Linked DNA regions of Salmo salar: region 1 is linked to region 2. Evidence: chromatin contacts called from public Hi-C data. All regions are on one chromosome and are shown on one strand. The core of a region is the stretch at or near the end of the contact, and the rest is flanking DNA. Distances in the headings are between cores, read along the strand shown. Region 1 holds the start of her9 (hairy-related 9). Region 2 holds the start of perm1a (PPARGC1 and ESRR induced regulator, muscle 1a).

Region 1 (2,700 bases), core at 147-2,646, 140 kb after region 2:
GTTGGCGCAGAGCTGCAGTGGATAGGACTGGCGTTGACTGTCATTGGTACACCTGCGTTAGCATACAGAGGGATGACTGGGGTTGATGCTGAGGCGAATGCAGGGTTGGGAATAAGGAAAGCAAACTGTCCATCGGTGGCAGGCACAAGCTGGAACCCCCCGAAAACTTTAGGAGACAAGGCTTCCACGGTGCTGAGTTTGGAACCCATAGAGACACTGTTGGGCACGGTAGAAGGTAGCTGCACGTGAAGAGGCTGCGCAAGGTGAGCCTGTTGAGTTGGGGTTGGCTGGGGGTAGTTCATGGCGATCATCTGGCCTAGGGAACCTGACAGGTGGTTGAGAAGCCGCGACTTCACCTCCGTGTTCACCCCCTCGCTGGTGGACAAGAAGCGAGTGACCTCGTTCATGCATTCGTTGAATCCCGCCCGGTATTTACTGAGGACAGTAGTGTCTGCTGACAACGCTGCTGAGGAAAAAGAAAAATGAGAACATTAGAAATCGTGTCTATTCGATGAAAATGTAAAAATTAAGTGTTGGCCAGATGTCAAATTAGATATTCGCATTGCAATTTACCAGTCATCTGCACACGCTGTAAATTCCGTAAGTGCTTCACTGTCATTTCCAGAATATCGGCTTTCTCCAATTTAGAATGTCTGGAACTCTGTGGATAAGAACATAGCAAAGTTAAGGAGTGTGCATTAATACAACATTAAATCCCAGGAATAATGAACTAAACAGTGATTTTCAATTGTGAAATCACGTTGACTTACATCTTTTTTAAGTGCATCAAGGATGAGTGTCTTGAGTTGGCCAAGGCTTTCGTTTATCCTCGCTCTCCTACGTTTCTCCATGATGGGCTTTGAGGACTGCAAAATAAATGTTTTTAACATGAATTGCATGTTCATGGATAATTCCGAGTATCTCACAAGTAAAATGTCGTTAGCCTACCTACAGTTTAATTTGCAACATTAGCCTAGCAGGTCTATGCTGAATAAATCAGATTCATTTTAAATCCACAGGCAGTTTTAGAAGTGTACCTTTCTATGCTCGCTGGCATTCTTGGGTTTGTCTGGAGTATGGGAACCATTTGCAGGTGCACCAGCAATAGGGGATGCCGTTTGTTTCTCCATGGTGTCGGCTGGCATTTTGGATTAAATGACCTCTTCCGGCAGATAGAAAAAATATATCCTTTTGGAGACGTTGGAAAATATTTCTGCTTCTTTATGTTTAGATCAAATTGTAACCAGTGTGAAAGATATCCTACGACAGTCACGCCACTGATCAGCTATATCACTTGGTATAACCGGATTGTCATCGAGTATAAGAGAGAGCGCTGTGCCAAGCTACGTTGGGCAGGTCGAGTCTGCTCGGCTGCCGACACACGCCAGCCGTACTTATAGACGGTTCGCATGCTCCCAGTTCGTGTGAAACCCTCTCTGCATTCTTTCCCACACTCGTCTCAGCCAATGGGCGTGCGGACTCACCCATTGGGCGCGGGGCAGACTGCTGATTGGACAACACCCCCGCGGGCTGTCAGTCACGCGCTGCTCAATCGGCACTGGAGGGACAAACAACAAAGCGGCGAGTGCAGTCGGTCTGTCTGTGAAGTGATAAGGCGAATTGGGGGAATGCGCTGGCGGTTTACTTCCAACTTCTTCATACCCTTAAAAAATGTATGCTTTTTGTGTTCACAAATATTCACGATGCTTAAAGATACTGTATTTTACAAAGCCTCACCATGCTTTTAATTCTATATTGATATAAATAGCCTACCTTTGAAATAATGTTGCATGTCTATTTATTCAATAGTTTCTATAGGCATATCCCAAATGTCGAAAATAAATACTTTTTTTCTCAATGGACGAAGGCAAGAATATAGCTTACATTCAAAAAGTGTGTGTGGGTTTATACTAAAGTACCCAATAAATACATTTTAACTATTTTCATATTCACTGACGCAAATGCGTAAAATGCATTTATATTTGGATAAACATAAGGGTTGTAATAACTATACATTAATACTTCAATGATATAGATTAACATTTCAGTATAGCGGTTCACTTCGTCTTAACCTATTAATTATTAGTATTATTATTTTATCAGTAGCTAGGCCTTATCCAGAGATCCAATTGCGCCTCAGAACAACTGTAATGGCACGCGAGGCTGTTTGCAGGGGCACGCAGTCAACCAATGGCAGGCTGTCACTTTATGCAGATCTAACTGAGCTACGTCTTATTGGCTGTATGAACATCTAAGTGCCAATCATTCCAGCGCGGAAGCTGTGAAGGGTGCGGAGGAAGAGCGATGCGACATCTGTCCGCTTGCCAGTCGCACTGTGTGCGCCTGCTCCGTACACTTGAGCCTCCACTGAGCACGTGCCGAAACGGATTTCCCTTATTACAGCCTTGAGGGGGACTTTTCTTTGGATCCTTGGGACGTCCCTACCCTATTGAAGTTGACGTTGAAAATGGTTCGGGTTAGATAAGGGCTAAGGTTAGGGTAAGGGTTATGATTAGGGTTTAGAGTAGGGACGTCCCAAGGATCTCAAATAGCACTGACCCTTTTCTTCTCGAACTCGTTAATTCCTCTATGGAGAATGGAAGCCATTTGGCCTAGGCTACAAAACAATGCAGGTCACACAACACATTGAAAGTAGAAATATAATAACAGAAAATAATAGTATAATGTAATAACCTAACA
Region 2 (2,751 bases), core at 205-2,704:
TTCATCCTCGCTGCATGACAGGACATTCTCCAAGCTACCGATACCGTACTTGTGGAGGTAATGCTCCACGGGAGAACCCTCGGAATCCCGGGGGCCGTCCATGGGGCAGACAGCCGACCAAGCATCTGACTTGAGGTCAGCTCGCAGACCCTTGTCTAAGAAAGTGGACCCTCCCGCATCATCAACATCACTCAAGCTGTAGTCACTAATGCTAGAGTCCAATCCAGCCAGCGCGGGGGGGTGGAGGTCACACTCCTCGCACTCCTGGAAGAAGGAGTCCCAGTCACACTCGGAGACGTGCACACTGTGTTCATAGTCATCCATTGTGAGGAAGGGTTACAAAACAGTTTCACCACTACCTGTGAAATAAATCAACACAGTGCTTTAAATGTCACTGCAAACATGGTGTGACACCTGAGAAGATAAAGATACTCGTGTCTCAAACTAGTTCAACAAAAAAGTGGGATTCTTAACAATGCTACTGCAACAAATGACAGATAACGTCAACTCTTGAAAATCTTTGTTTGCCATCAGTTTAGGCCACATGATGTCTCAACCAAGTATTGGCTACGTTTGCCAAGTGCATTGCGAAAACTTGTTTGAGGAGAGCAACTAAGACCTGCTTTGCAAAAAGCCTTCATAGATAATGTCTGCTAACGCATGATGGTATGCTTTGTTGTGGCCTATGAGCCCCCACTTGATGTGCAATTCCTTCTGTCTAGGTGGGGAAATGTAATCATTAACTAAAATAAAAAGATAGTTTTCAGGAAATTCATGTATGTCACAGAATCACTAACTCCAACATTACTTGAAATGACCTTAACTATTAAAGGACTCCCCCACACATCTGTATCAGAAAGTGTATTGTCCATGTGTGCAGCCATAAGGTCCTACCTGTTAAGCCTCCTGCTGCTGTGCCACTCCTATATAGAGTGTTATGCTCCGGAGTCCCAGCAGTGGCATGCTGTTTCTCTATGTGTCCTCTGGTCGGCCGTCCATATGTTGTGAGAGTGCAATGTGTCAGGCCCTATGATTCGTTATAAATAGAGCGGTGCTTCGGTGCCTCTTATCACGTAATACACGCAATGCTCCAGTCTGGCGCTTGCCATCATTCCCAACAGAGGTATAACGTTTCAGCACCGTAAATAGATGCCACACTCACAAAGTGATCACAAGATCTTGAATGTCTACGTGATATTAATGTAGTTTACCCACTTTGTCACACCTTCTTCATGCCAGTTAGACAGCAAGTGGTCTTTCGTATAAGTTTATATTTTTGGGGTTCCTTGCTTCCTTGTAGTATTAGACAGATTCATTCTAACATTGGTTGTATGGAACAGCCAGGGCATAACACAACTGTACCCGATGTTTCTGCAGTAAAGTCTTGCGAGGCAGCTAATGCTCCTGACAATGGCCACACTCCCACGGAAGAGTGTCATTTGTGGCAGTCAGTCAGCTGATACATCGCTGGTATGATGTCACTGGGTGACAGAGGATCTGAATCTTCCCCTTAGACACACTTGACACTGTGGACAGTCAGAGTGAATGCCAGAAAAGGTTGGAGTGCTGGAGCGGCCATGGAAAAAAATGGATGCCAGTTTATGTGAGAGTCGTCTGACACAGGCCATGTTGCAGCCAGAATCTAGCTAGCTGATCCCTCCATGCAGGGCCAGCTCTAGCCTTTTGGGGGCCCTAAGCGAGATTTGTTTAGGGGGCCTCCCCACCAAGGGGGGAAAAAAATGGTGTCCCTCCTCTTGACAGTGGAGAGAACAATTTACTTTTTAAAGTCAATTTCCTGCATTTCTACACATTTTGCCATGGAGCATAGAGAAAATGTTGCAGTTTTAGAGCAAGTTTTCTGCAGTTCTATATATTTTGCCATTGGTAGGCGACCGTTGGGCCCTAAGCAACTGCTTATGTAGCTTATGCCTGGAGCCGGCCCTGCCTCCATGTGGGAGACAGAATAATTCTACAATTATTTCATCTGAATACAAAAAGTGACAGGGCGTGCAAAGTGCAATAAAGTGCTAAATAAAAACTTTGCCATGTAACTTTTTGTATTCTTTCAAGCATGGCAGTAGATTAGGATGTATTATTATTTTTTGCCTCCTTTTTATGGTTTGAGTGCGAGCAACAGCTGAACTCTACAATAAATCAGACAAGTCAAAGAAGTGATCCTGAGGGTGATATCGGCCATCCCATATCTTCACAACAATCTATAGTTCTTATTCTGTTATTTTACGTGACTTTAACTTAACTTTTGCATATACATTGTTTAAACTGTGAGGTCTGCCATTCAGATGCCCCAGGCTTAAACTGAGGTGGGTTTAAGTCTTTGTTTACAGCTATCAGGATGATTTAATGAGGACAATAGGATTATGGGGCTATCCCTGCTCTAAAAATGTCATTGACTTTCACAGATATCAAGATAGCATATCATTTATGATCTCATTATCAACACTTAACCTGGGCGTAACAGACTGCTGATGTGTCTTGATTGCAATGGAATGTAATGACAAGGATATTGACTTTAGAAAGGGTTCAGATTCATAAAGCAATTTACACAAGGCGCTTTCAAATTGTTCACCATGTTGTCAGAAGAGTAGCCTACATTTGGAAACGCTTTCATCCACAGGGTTGGCTCACACAAACACCAGTTGGATTCCAGTCTTGGAGGAGAGACTGTTGTTAAGCATTCCGAACTTGCGTCTAAAAACATTCAGGATTTGCATCTACCCTCCACATTCACAA

The links. A called contact is a pair of places that touch in the nucleus more often than the background predicts.
Region 1: a Hi-C map of gill shows a contact between it and region 2, with 4 times the contacts expected there. The contact joins the promoter of her9 here to the promoter of perm1a in region 2. A contact is called at or near these places in 2 of 3 Hi-C or Micro-C datasets (gill and muscle).

Annotation. Positions count from the first base shown.
Region 1 is chrssa15:74,926,428-74,929,127 of Ssal_v3.1, forward strand. her9 (hairy-related 9) reads right to left here and starts at 1,397. Exons shown (of 4, transcript XM_014146000.2): 1 at 1,038-1,397; 2 at 771-866; 3 at 574-661; 4 at 1-463. The coding sequence starts at 1,145.
Region 2 is chrssa15:74,790,182-74,792,932 of Ssal_v3.1, forward strand. perm1a (PPARGC1 and ESRR induced regulator, muscle 1a) reads right to left here and starts at 1,455. Exons shown (of 4, transcript XM_014146001.2): 1 at 895-1,455; 2 at 1-359. The coding sequence starts at 324.